2 separate regions of the Mus musculus genome follow, and region 2 is linked to region 1. The links are chromatin contacts, called in public promoter capture Hi-C maps. All regions are on one chromosome and are shown on one strand. Each heading gives the region's core, a stretch centred on a gene start, on an enhancer-like site or on the middle of the called end of the contact. The rest is flanking DNA. Distances are from core to core; before and after follow the strand shown. Region 1 holds the start of Per3 (period circadian clock 3). Region 2 holds the start of Srm (spermidine synthase).

The links. Capture Hi-C pulls out chosen DNA fragments and counts their contacts.
Region 2: a contact with region 1 is called in a promoter capture Hi-C map of adipose tissue, with 4 times the contacts expected there. The contact joins the promoter of Srm here to the promoter of Per3 in region 1. A contact is called at or near these places in 1 of 39 promoter capture datasets (liver) and 1 of 9 other capture datasets (adipose tissue).

What each region holds. Positions count from the first base shown.
Region 1 is chr4:151,041,609-151,048,226 of GRCm38.p6, forward strand. Per3 (period circadian clock 3) reads right to left here and starts at 3,057. Exons shown (of 21, transcript NM_011067.3): 1 at 2,500-3,057; 2 at 1,951-2,096; 3 at 1,068-1,183. The coding sequence starts at 2,624. It overlaps Gm38529, which reads left to right and starts at 3,245. Exons shown (of 2, transcript XM_017320565.2): 1 at 3,245-3,420. It overlaps Vamp3 (vesicle-associated membrane protein 3), which reads right to left. Exons shown (of 5, transcript NM_009498.4): 5 at 5,697-6,618.
Region 2 is chr4:148,588,554-148,595,171 of GRCm38.p6, forward strand. It overlaps Srm (spermidine synthase), which reads left to right and starts at 2,960. Exons shown (of 7, transcript NM_009272.4): 1 at 2,960-3,233; 2 at 3,491-3,611; 3 at 3,929-4,021; 4 at 4,735-4,888; 5 at 5,215-5,444; 6 at 5,530-5,652; 7 at 5,734-6,066. The coding sequence starts at 3,067. The coding sequence ends at 5,754. It also overlaps a transcript of Masp2 not described here.

The DNA.
Region 1 (6,618 bases), core at 1,807-4,306:
TCTCCAGCATGCTCCTTAACAACTACTATAAAAAGCCTACCATGCTTCCTAAAAGTCTAATCTCTATGCCAGAAAGCCCACACCAGCTTCCATGCAGACTAAATATATACAGAGTGCACACACTTTTCTGCAAACTGCGCTCCCCACCAGGAGGGACTGTCTTCTTGTCAGCAGACTCTGCGCTTAAAGCCCAAGCTCAAGCACTCCTCCTCCACAAAGCTGCCCCTGACAGACCCCATTACATAAGAATTGCATCTCAGACCTGTTTTATTAGCCACTAAGTTCATTTGTAACCAGCCATTGTGCTTCCTAGCACGGACTTGTTTCCCTGTCTAGACGGACTGCGAAGATTTTAGAGGGCGAATGTTTTCTTAAAACTTGCTCTTTAAACACCTACCACATCACTGTGCATGTTAGCAGAACAGGCTCTATTATGTAACACTACACAACTCCTGTTGTAGAACTATAAAAAATCATTAAGTTATGATGATGTTGGAGTCTAAATACCAAATGAAGGGAATCTCCACCATCAACACACTATGAGGCTTAATTACTCTGTCAACAAGAAGAGATTAAAAATATAAATATACCACTAAATTTCTCTTCTAAAATGTCACTACAGAAATGACATCTCAACTCACCTGTACTACAAAGTCCAGTGGTTACAACTTGAGGAAGTAGGTATTGGAACTAAGAATGATATAAATAGAAAGTAACAATTTGGAGATTAGAATACGATGCAGGAAATTACTCTGCCACGTTTTGCTTGTTGCTTTTTTTTTTTTTTTTTTTTTCTTTTTCTGTGAGAGAACAGGGGATGCTGAGGGGGAGGGCATTACCTGCTGGCTAAGCACAGGAAACTATGATACAGCACAAGGGGCCAGGGGTCGCGTCTACCTTCAGACAGGATCTCTGGTATGGGCAGGAGACCTCATAGTACCTTTTTAGAACTTTCACCCTTTTTTTTTTCCCTCAGCAAGTGAAACTTCCAGTGACTATTTTAACACCCAGAAAAGGTCCCTAGGAAGAGTCACCAGGTGGAGATGGCAAAACTCATTAAATCTTACTGTGTTCTTAGAAGTATGTTCAGAAGCCAGAGCGGTGAGGTCCTCAAGACTGTATACAGTCACATCTGCCTGGTGTGCTCCGCGTGGACCGAGACTCTGGAAAAAGTCACTGTTTGCTAAGAAAGACAGGGAGATAGACACACAGAGTGGTGACAAGCGTATCTTTAAGAAGTCATTTCTCAGCACGCTAAGGTTGGTGTATTTCCTTAGATGACGATCCCTTACGTGGGTTTCCCTCAAAACCAGGTGATTTTTTTGTTTGCATCAAGGATATGGTTAGGAATGCAAGGTTAGGTATGCAAACTCAAGACTATGAGTTTTATGAATCCTGCCTGCTCTGGGTTACAAGGAGCAAGATTCACTAGAAGTTCTAAAGCTAGTTAATAAAATCAAAGTCCAGATACACACATATATTTTTTTAATGGAGGAAACACTAGAATTCACAAACTATTGATCACAGACTGAGCAAAGCGGTTTCTGCTGGGGGAAGGAAAAACATTTGTTCTTTGATTTAGTCTATTTTGTATATACTACAACTGCATTTCCAAAGTGTGTGCATGACAGAAAAAAACAACCCAGACATGTATTTGCTCGTGTAATCTCCATGGAAGGCAATGCTCCTTGAAAAAGTCCTCTGAGTTTTACTTAAACTGCTCAACTCTTTACTCTTGCAACAGATAGGCACAATATTGCACAGTTACTAAACTGTCAGACAAATAACGTTCTGCTGGCTTTTCAAACTTGGAAAGCCTAAAGCACCACTTACATCAGCTTTAGACTTGCTTGTCTTGGCTACAAATAAAGCCCAAGCCTCTGGAGGCTGGAGTTCCACTGCACATGAGGACTGAGCCCAGCGCCACCCTATTCGCTGCAATGCATTTACCTTGCACACTGTGTACACAGCGCAGGGCATAGTTAAGAGCATCTAGGGTACTGGGCTTAGTGTGCCTCTCGGCTGGGAAATACTTTTTCATTTCTTGGACAACCATTATAAGCTCTTCAGACATTCTGTTTCGGTCTTCGTGTTCACTGAATAGGAAAAAAACAAACAAGAAACCGTAATGGTGGACACTCAAGGAATATCTGATTTTTAGGGATGTCTGGCCACCTCAACTAGCCCAGGTCACAGGTTTAATGCCCTTTCTCTTCCAGGTAGGGGACATTCTACACTTTCATTCTCCCTTCAGTCCCAACTCCGTCAAATTCTTTAACCACTTTCCTCTTTCTTTCCGTACTCTGGTAATTTAGTTTAGTAACATTCCCCCTCCCATCAATCCTCACCGAACTATTTGGAAGTTCCCTTTCAGGTCGCCTCCCCCCCCTACCGCGTCCCCGGGATCAAAAATACAATAAAAAGTTGTAAATCCTGCTTTCCCTGCTCCAGGGAAGGACAATAAACACAGAGGGTGGTGGGGAGACTTCCTAGCGTCACCTGTGGCTGCTGTCCACGCAAGTGCCCTGCAGAGGACCCTCCTGGCCAGACGCCCCCTGGAGCCCCGGTCCCCTAGTCTGGGGACAGTCGCCACCAGGTACTGCCGGGTCTCCACAGGGATCCATCCCGCCTGGCAGCCCTCAGCCTGCTTCTCTCAGTTTGCAGCTAGCAACCAAACCCGGCTTGTTTTGGTCCCTGCCATCGCCTTCGGGAAAGACTGGTCGCCGACCACGCTCATCTGAGGGGCACTTTTCTCCTCAGCATTTCCACAGACTCTGCTGGGGTGACGAGCTACAGCGACAGCTCGATGGCGGAAGCTGGCTGGACGGACCACCAGCGGGGCTCTCAGGGAGCGCGGTCAGCCTGCAACAACTTTTCCACCGTCCTTGCTGGGAAGCCGGCGAGCATCGAGAAACACCTCAGAGAGCAACGTCCGGCGTGACCGGGCAGAAGGCAGGGGCAGCAGCGCCCGGCCGTGCGGGCTCGCAGGCGTCCCGCCAGCCGAGCAACTCGCCGCCGCCCCGCAGAGCCTCGCCCACCCGCGGGCAGTCCAGTCTCGAGGCCGTCCGCGTGCCCAGTGGCCGCCGGCCCCGCCCCCTGCGCGCCAGGGATCCGGTCCCGCCCCTTCGCCGCGCGATTGGTCGCTGTTACCGGCAACACGAGCTCCCATTGGTCAGAGGGCGGGGTGCAGGTCGTGCACGGCGGGGGTTACATAACCGCGGGCGGGTGGGCGGGTGCAAAGGCCCCCGAGTACCTTACATAACGCGCGGGTCGGGCGAGGGCGGCTCTCGGCCAATCCTGGCCAAGTGGAGTGGCCTGGAAGACAACAGGGCCGGGCCGCGCAAGTCTACTGCCGGGCTTCCCGGAGGCGTGGCCTTGGGGCTGTCAGTCACGGGAGGGCGGGGTCCGCGCAGCCAACAGGTAAGTGGACCCGGTGGCGCTTGTGAGTCCGCAGGCCTCTGGGGCTCCCCGGTATCCCAGGAATGCAGTGCTTTGGGGTTCCCATTGTTTTCATCTTTCCAAAACTTGCTGCTTTCTCCCACCCGCCAATATAGGTGAGTGAACCCAGGTAGAATCCAACCGTATTTTCAGAAATACAAGTTTAATGGTACAAGGTAAGGTCCTTGGCTGCCCTCGAGTTACAGGTTCATTTGGCAACAGGAGTTAGATAGTATTGTAAGCGACGCTCTGTTTTCGAGGAAACAGCCAGGATGCTCCTTTTACATAACTGTCTCTACCCTTCAGAAACGAAAGGTACAGGGCAGAGCTCCAGCCTTCTGCTGCCTGGGTACATCAAGAACACACTCGGTAGTGGGTGGAGAGATGGCACAGCACTTGAGAGTTAAGCACCTACTGCTCTTCCTTTGGATGGTTCCCAGGCATCTTCTATCAGTGTCTCACAAAGTGCCTGTAATTCCAGTTATAGGAGATCCAATGCCCTCATCCATCAAGACACCTGCACAGTGAGCATACGCTATCCAGACATACACCACATAAATAATAAGATCTTTAAAAAAATACACTAAGTATTTGTTGGATGAATGAAAGTGTTCAGGCCAAAGGAGAAGGGGAAAATGCCAGAGAGCAAGTATCCACATTTCATATTGGGCAAATGACCGATTTTTAAAAAAAGTCTTTCTCCACACTGGATTACTCTACTCCTGAGTTCTTCAAGAAACATTCATTGTACGACCATTGGGTGCACATGTGGGCAGGGATTATTGTACTGAGGACAGAACCAAATTCTCTCATACTCAACATACAACACATGGATGATGCCTCAAAGTCAAGAAAGCCTAAGATGCTGGTAGGACATAAACTGGTAGGAATGGGAAGGACAGAGGAAGGAGGCAAGAGCCCCAGGGAACAGGCTGGAGGGTAAGGGAGGGCCGCTGAGAAGGGGAACTGAATCTGAGTGATCCTTTGGGGTGGGGGAAATGGGTGGGCTAACAGAACTGAAAAGCACTGTCCCTTTCAGGCCATCCTTGTGAAGTACAGGTTAGTCATTAAGAACCTGAAGCGAGGGCTAGAAAGACGGCTCAGTGCTTAAGAGCACTGACTGCTCTTCTGAAGGTCCCAAGTTCAAATCCCAGCAATCACATGGTGGCTCACAACAATCAATAATGAGATCTGATGCTCTTCTGGTGTGTCTGAAGACAGCTACAGTTACTTAGATATAATAATAATAAATAAATCTAAAAAAAAAAAAAGAACCTGAAGCAATGGGAGAAAGGAAGGGCCAGATTGTGATGGGGTTTGTGCTTAAGGAAAAGTATTTAGACTTTTATGTTGTAAACATAGACAAAATCCTACCCGGTCTATATTACATTGTTTGCAAGAGTGGGGGAATGAGGGGAAATATATTCAAAGGAAGGCAGATTAAAAAAAAAAAAAAGCCACACATTTGGGACATGCCTCCCCTAAGTTTACCTGTGTGGTTGGTAGCTGTGTGGTGTACCAGGGTCAACTCTACAAATCACTTCCAGAAGACACTATTTAAGAAACCCAATAGCCAAATCCTTACTGGTCTGGTAACTGCAAACCAGCTATGGACTCATCTCTGCTCTGAAAAGCACTTTTCATTAAGGTATATGATGGTTAATTCCAGTTGTCGACTCCATTGTATGTGGAATCAACTAAAAGGCAGCCTGCCAGGTATTCCTGATGGGTTTCCCTGCTCGGAGTATGTAAAGTGGGGAAGATAGGAGAAGGAAGCTCTGCTCTTTGCCTGCAAGCCTTCACTCACAGGCGAGTTAATCTACCCTGCTGTTGCTGCACTCTGATGTTATCAGAACTCAGTATGTTTTCATGGGCTTCCACATGGGCTTCCACATGGGCTTAACACCAGAGATTTTCCAGGAGTCCTCCAGGCCCACAGTACCAGATGGAAACTTCTGAGGAACTCAGCCTCATGGACTAAGCAGCTATCAGGTTCTCAGCATCTTCAGTGTGAGGTAGACCATACCACATAATAAAAATCTTTTAAAAATATATGTTCACCTTATTAGTTCTGTTGCTCTAGAGTCCCCTAACACAGGGTGAGATCTACATCTTCTCACAGGAATATGTGCTCCTAGGATAATGAATAAGAAAAAAACATAGTTTGTCAGGGAGGGAGGGGGAGCATCAAGGGTCAGAAGTTTAGGACATGCATCAGGTGTATTCCCAACTCCACTCCAAGAAACACGACACAGGATCATGTTAATAAACAACTTTATTCTGGTCACCATACCGGGAACATTCCCAGCTAAATGCACAGAGAAGCGAGGTATCACTGTGTTAATACAGGAGCCACTGAGTTACATGGGACAGAATATGAGGAGACAGCACCAAAGTTGTGAGGTCAGACCAGGACAGAAGCCCTAGGCTGATGCGGCAAGGCATATCTTCAACATCTGTATTGTTTCAGTAATGTTAGGGGAACAGATAAAAAACTAGAACCAGTTGGGCGTTGGTGGCACACGCCTTTAATCCCTGCACTTGGGAGGCAGAGGCAGGCGGATTTTTGAGTTCGAGCCAGCCTGGTCTACAAAGTGAGTTCCAGGACAGCAAGGGCTATACAGAGAAACCCTGTCTCAAAAAACAAAACAAAAACAAAAAACTAGAACCAGATTCTATGACATCTTGAGTAATGCTGCTTTACACACAAACACAGATTTCAGGACATTCTAGTGGCACTGCCATAGGCAAGCAGCTTTCCCTTCACCACTTCCTCAATTCCACCCATGCCTGAACTCCTGTCTTTGAACCAAGCCTTGATGAAAGTCTCATATAAACAATGAAACTGTCCCAGACAGCAATGGCTACATTCTAAGAGCACCAGGCATCTCTGGTTAGCTATCCTCTACGAGTGACCGGTGGCTTACCTCAAGCATAAGACAGAGATGAGTACAAGCAGTACACAGTCTTCTGGAACTCTGTGCAGACTGATGCCTTGGTGAGGCTGCACGGCTACTGCTCACATCGCACTAGAGACCACAGCCTAGCTCAGTCTACAAACTGCTGGCTAAGTATCTTGTCTACAGGTGTGATCTGAGCCCACCTCCATAGCTCTAAAGAAGAAACCAAATCAGAATGACTAGCCTTCTCTATAGCATTTCACAGGATGGACTGCCGACA
Region 2 (6,618 bases), core at 1,710-4,209, 2.5 Mb before region 1:
TTCTTTTTTTGTTTGTTTGTTTGTTTTTTTCGAGACAGGGTTTCTCTGTATAACCCTGGCTGTCTTGGAACTCACTCTGTAGGCCAAGCTGGCCTCAAACTTAGAAATCCCCCTGCCTCTGCCTCCCACGTGCTGGAATTAAAGGTGTGTGCCACCACAGCCCAGCTGAGTTCTTTAAAAAAAAAAGGCTAAGACTGGAGAGATGGCTTAGCAGTTAAGAGGGCAGGTTTTTCTTCCAGAGGATCTGGGTTCAGTTCCCAGCACCTACATGGCAGCTCGCACCGGTCTGTAACTCCTGTTCTAAGGTATCTGACTACCCTCACACATGCGGGCAGAACACCAGTGCACATTTAAAAAAAGAGAAGACTCTCCAGTGTTGACTGCCTGGCCGGTCTGTACAGTGACAGCCACCGTGTGGCAGCCCCTTGGCCAGCAGCCACCGTTCACTGACAGGCTCAGCTTGTCACTGTCCCAGCCTTCCTTCCCTTGTGCACATCAGCACTCCTGACTTCAGAGACAAATCAGTTTTCTGCCTGGCTTCTGAGTGTCTATATCACTGTGGTTTTCCGTGGACTGGTTAGTGAGACTAAAGGCAAAACCGCAGGCCTTCGTCCAGGTCCCCAGCTGGCTGGCACTTTGGGCCACTGGGCACTCTGGAAGATTTCTGCTTACATGGCTTCATTTAGTTTTGTTTAAGACAAAACCGTTTGGGGAGTTTGCATTCCTAGTTTTTGGTTCGCTTGCTTTAGTTTTTTGTTTGGATTTGGGGGTTGGTTGGCTTTTTAGTTTTTTGGTTTTGTTGTTGTTTTGTTTTGTAGAGAGGGTTGCATTGTGTATCGTTCTGAACTCACTATGTAGACCAGGCTGACCTTGAACTTACAGAGATCCAAACATGCCTCTGCCTCATTAAGTGCTAGAATTAGAGGTATGGACCACCATGCCTGGCTTTACTTGCCGTTTTTCCAGTATCGGAATCTTCCTAAATCTGACAGGTGTGGTCAATTCAGTCTTCCTAGAGGGCACATTCCGGAACAACTTTGCTCCCTCTCTTACTTCCTAGGGGAGGAATGTAATGGATTCAACTCAGCCCGCCCTCAGGGGCTGCCATCTCCAGGAAGCATCCCTAGCCTTCTGGCAAGCTGCGTTCTGGCTCGGGGCCTCTGGCAAATAAACAGCCATCCATAGCCCAGAGGCAGAACTGTGCTGGTTGGTAAGTACGGAGGCTGCTCAGTAGATAGTCTTGAGTCCACAATGTTGGTATTCTGTTTGGACTCCGCCCCCATAGTTACCTGGTAACAGCCAGGTATGCTCCTCCCCACAGTTAGGCCTGGCCCACTATAAAAAGGGCTGCTTTCCGCCCCCCCCCCCCCGCCCTCTTCTCTCTTATTCTTTCCTCTCTCTGCATCTCTGCATTCCCTCTGCCCCCTCCCCTTTTTCCACGTTGGCCTCTATTTCTCTACTCTCTCCCTCTCTCTGCTTCTACTACCCTCTTAACTCCCCTCCCCATGCCCTAAACTGTTCTATACTATACCTTGTAGCTGGTCCCTCAGGGGGAAGGGATGCCTTGGCATGGGCCCGCTGAAGCACCCTCTTCCCCCATCCCTCACCACACCCCCATAAAACATATTCTTATACCTCTTTATCTTTTTTTTTTTTTTTTTTTTTTTTTTTTGGTTTTTCGAGACAGGGTTTCTCTGTGTAGCCCTGGCTGTCCTGGCACTCACTTTGTAGACCAGGCTGGCCTCGAACTCAGAAATCCGCCTGCCTCTGCCTCCCGAGTGCTGGGATTAAAGGCGTGCGCCACCACTCCCGGCTTCTTTTTAAAAAAAAAAAATTTTTTTTTTAGATTTATTTATTATTAAATGTAAGTACACTGCAGCTGTCTTCAGACACACCAGAAGAGGGCATCAGATCTCATTACGGATGGTTGTAAGCCACCATGTGGTTGCTGGGATTTGAACTCAGGACCTTTGGAAGAGCACTCAGTGCTCTTAACTGCTGAGCCATCTCTCCAGCCCCCCTCTTTATCTTTTTATGTACACAACACATGCTGTCCCCGTCAAGTTCGTAAAACTGGACACGAATCTCCATCTGAGCCATTGTGACCCTGGATGCCCTGGTAGCAACTTTGTAGACCTCCCTCCCTCCCTCCGTTTGCGAGCTTGAAGTCAGCCAAGGCAGGGACAGGGCTCCAAGCAACAGCTCATGCCCTTCAGCTGTGCGTTATGACAAGGGGACATGCTCCCACTCCAGGTGGAGGCTGCTGAGTATCAGTCAGAAACCGTCCCTGACACCGTGTCAGGAATAGCTTATTCGTGGTTCGTCTTCCTTCTTTGGCATTCAAACTGTGTATGGAGCAATTAGCATTTAATATTCGGTAATTAGCATGCTTAATGTGATTCTGATAAGTTCCTTGACATTTTCATAAAAACAGCCACGTTCCCTCCCACCCTTCAAGGAGCAAGACCCAGTTTGTAAAAAGAAAAAAAAAGCCGCGCCAGTCTTTTTTGGTTTTGAATATGCATGTGCGGGGCCTCAGCTGGTAAATTTAGAAAGAGCTCCATTCTTATTCTGCAGCCACCCGCTCCTGGCTGACAATCCGGAGCAAAGTAGCCAAATGGCGCGACAATCCTCGCAAGTAAATAAAAGTCCCATGTGCGCCCAGACTAGACACGATCTGCTCAAACCCTACGGGGGTCCAAGGATGGGCCCCAGCCCTCGAACCGCTGCGCCGGCGCGGCCCGCCCCGGAACCCTCCCGCCGCCAGGGCCTCTCCCCACGTGGCCCGGCAGCCGGCCGCACTACCCTGCTGCGGCTGACAGACAGCACGGCCCAACCAATCACTGCTAGTTGCAGCCCGGGGAGCCAATGAACTCCTGGTGAAGCTGCGGGCCGGCCCACGCCGCCATTGGAGAGCCGGGGTCCCGCCCCTCCGTAGGCCCCGCCCCCGAGCGGGTTAGGTTGCGGCGCGGGCAGCGGGCAGAGCTGGTCACGTTGTGCTGGGGGGGGTCCGCGCGCCCTGCAGTCCCGAACCCGCTACGCGCTCCGTCGGCCCGCCCGCCCGCCATGGAGCCTGGCCCCGACGGCCCAGCCGCGCCCGGCCCCGCCGCCATCCGTGAGGGCTGGTTCCGAGAGACCTGCAGCCTGTGGCCCGGCCAGGCCCTGTCGCTGCAAGTGGAGCAGCTGCTTCACCACCGGCGATCGCGGTACCAAGACATCCTCGTCTTCCGCAGGTATGGCCCGCCGCGCGCCGGTGCAGCTGTCAGAAGTTCTGCGCTGGGCCCGGCCCTGCGTCCACGTGTCACTATCGGGACACGTCAGCCGAGGGGACCCCGGGACCCACCCAGCCCCCACACGTGGCTCGCCTGCCACGTGTCACCCCGAATGCCCACCCCTGGACCCCATGGCGGCCACGTGCACGCCCAGGGAGGACAGGGACCTAACCTCCCAGTGTCCCAGGACCCACGTCCCCGACTGTCTCTGCCCGCAGTAAAACCTACGGCAACGTGCTGGTTCTGGATGGCGTCATCCAGTGTACTGAGAGGGATGAGTTCTCCTACCAGGAGATGATCGCCAACCTGCCGCTCTGCAGCCACCCCAACCCGCGGAAGGTACCGCATTGCCCCTGGGTTCAGCCCTGAGCTCGGGGTCCTAGAAAAGCATGTCGGGCTGACACTAGGTGAGGATGTTTGGGGGCAGATGCTACCCAGATGACTGTCAGAAAATGCGGGTCGGTCAGGATGAATAGAGCTCCTGGGAGAGCTGGTCTCCTTAGAAGCCCCGAGAGGGGAACCCAGGCTGCCAGGAAGGACCCCGTGGCACAGAAGCGTTCTGGAGAGTAGAGAATGACTCAGAGTCCTGTAGCTGGGAAGATCAGGTTCTGTGGGAGTGGGCCTGCTCAGTCCTGACTTGTCCTTCCCTGGCCCAGGTGCTGATCATCGGGGGTGGAGATGGGGGCGTCCTACGGGAAGTGGTGAAGCACCCCTCTGTGGAGTCGGTGGTCCAGTGCGAGATTGATGAGGTGGGTGCAGTCCAGGAGGCCTGGATTTGAGTCACCAGAGTCAGCTCTGTCCCATCCTGACTCTGCACCCCGAGGCGCAATGTTCTTACCATCCCTGCCCTGTTTCCTCAGTCTGAAAAGAGGGTTCAGTAGGAAAACCAGATTGTTAAGGCCTGGCACACACCACACCATGGATGTTAACTCTTAGTGCTTTCAGAGCCCAGGCAGAGCCAGAGAGCTCAACAACTTATGGCATCTCCCCTTGAGACCCAGCATGGTTTTAGTGAGCACTTACTGTATGCTGAGTGTTACCCAAGGTGCTGGGTTGATACGGCCATGGACAGGTGAGCCCCTGAGTGTAGAGCTGGTGTTTGGGTTGGAGAAGACACCATAACACAGCATGACATGATGAGGCCAGACAGGGATAAAAGATATGGAGAACACAGGCTGATAGGAAGTGTGCAGCCACGCATGCTTACAGCCCCAGCACTTGGGTAGAAGCAGGACGATCAAGAGTTTGAGGCCAGCGTGAGTTATCTGAGACCATCTCTCAAAAATGCAGAAGCTCAGATGGGACTTGGTCTGCAGGGAGTTGAGGCCTGAAAACCATGAAGAGCTGAGGTGGTGTAGATCTGGGGGAAAGGGTTTTCAAAAGAGAAGACTTGTCCAAAGAAACCCCACCAGGAGTCCCCAGCCTCTAGTCCAGCCCAGCCCTTCCTCTCCCCCCTCTTCAGGATGTCATTGAAGTCTCTAAGAAGTTCCTGCCTGGCATGGCCGTTGGCTTCTCCAGCTCAAAGCTGACTCTCCACGTGGGCGATGGCTTTGAGTTCATGAAACAGAACCAAGATGCCTTTGACGTCATCATCACCGACTCCTCAGACCCCATGGGTGAGCCAGGGCACGCGCGTCCTGCAGCACACAGCAGCCCCAGACTAGAGCCATGTGATGATGGAGGCCTGAGGACGGTGGGGGTCTAGCCTTGGTCCATAGTGACCTCTGCTTCCTCTTTGGCTTCTTCCCTGTGCTTGTTGGCCAGCATCCGGGTGTGCTATGGTGCAGTGGGGGAGGGTTTGAATGCAGGGCCTCCCAGGTGCTAAGGCAGTAGGGGGCCACATCCCACAAACATGGGTCCAGCACCTGCTTTGCCACTGAGCTGCTGTGGGTGACTGTGGCCTGGAGGTCTCAGGCAGGATGGCCATGCTCTACCCCTCTAGGCCCTGCTGAGAGCCTCTTCAAGGAGTCCTATTACCAGCTCATGAAGACAGCACTCAAAGAAGATGGCATCCTGTGCTGCCAGGGTGAGTGCCAGTGGCTGCACCTGGACCTCATCAAGGAGATGAGGCACTTCTGCAAATCTCTCTTCCCCGTGGTGGACTACGCCTACTGTAGCATTCCTACCTATCCCAGCGGCCAGATCGGCTTCATGCTGTGTAGCAAAAACCCGGTGAGCTGGGGGTGACTGCCTGCAGGGTGGGGCGAGGGCAGGCACTAAGAGCCCCATCTTGATGCTCTTTGTCCCTGGTTCCCAGAGCACCAACTTCCGGGAGCCAGTGCAGCAGTTGACACAGGCCCAGGTGGAGCAGATGCAGCTGAAATACTATAACTCGGACATGCACCGTGCCGCCTTCGTACTGCCCGAGTTCACCCGGAAGGTGAGTGGCCTGCCAGGCTCCCTGCTGGGCCTCATCCTGCACAGCTTGCACATCCTCCTGACTGCCTTCATGTCCCACCAGGCCCTCAATGACATAAGCTGAATCCAGGTGCCACTGTGACACCACCCGAGACCTCAATCGGATTGGACCAAGGATCTTCCAAGTTGTCTGGGGACCACCAGTCCTGGACCAGACTCCCAGATGACTCTTGCCCACCAACCAAGTGTTACAGGCCCCACGATGCTGCCTGGCCTGGCCTGGCCTGGCCTGCCCTGCTGGGTGGACTCAGTCTCTGTCTGTCTATCTCTGTGGCGTTCAGCCCCACGCCTATACCAGCTCTGTACAGCACCGCCTATGCCCTGTGACCCAACAAAATACATGTGTATTTATAACAAGCTCAGTCATGACCTCTGACCTTTTCATTTTTGTTCCTACCAGTGGTACTGCCGGATGTTGGGTGTTCTGTGAGCTCTAGGGAGCCTGCTCTAGGGCCCAGTGTAAGGGTCCAGGTAGGGCAGCCTGAAGCTATAGCTTTTCAACTGCCCACGGGCAAGAGTGTTCCTAGCTTATGGATTGAAGCAGGGTGCATCATACTTTCTCAGTGAGGCATTGCTTCTGCTGTGGATATAAACCTGAGTTCAAATCCTTCCCAGGTTTCCAAAGTTACCTGCATGGGCCTGGCCTCTCTCCGAGGTGCTGAACCTGACCCTCCACTGCATCGCAGCCTCTTGCTGGAACCAAGGCTCCGGTTTCTGGAGAGGAGCGAGTTACGGGTCTTCGTGTCTGCTCTCCCCACAATTGCATGTAAGGCTCGCTAGAGCAGGAGTCACCAACCCTTTCCTGCCCTCGCCAAGGGGCACGGAGGGGAAATGATGGGAAAATTGTGGGTTAGCAGGGTCTCCAAGGCAGTTGGCCCCCTACTGGAGTGACACTGCAGTCTCCCTCACAAGGAAGCCTGGTTAGTAC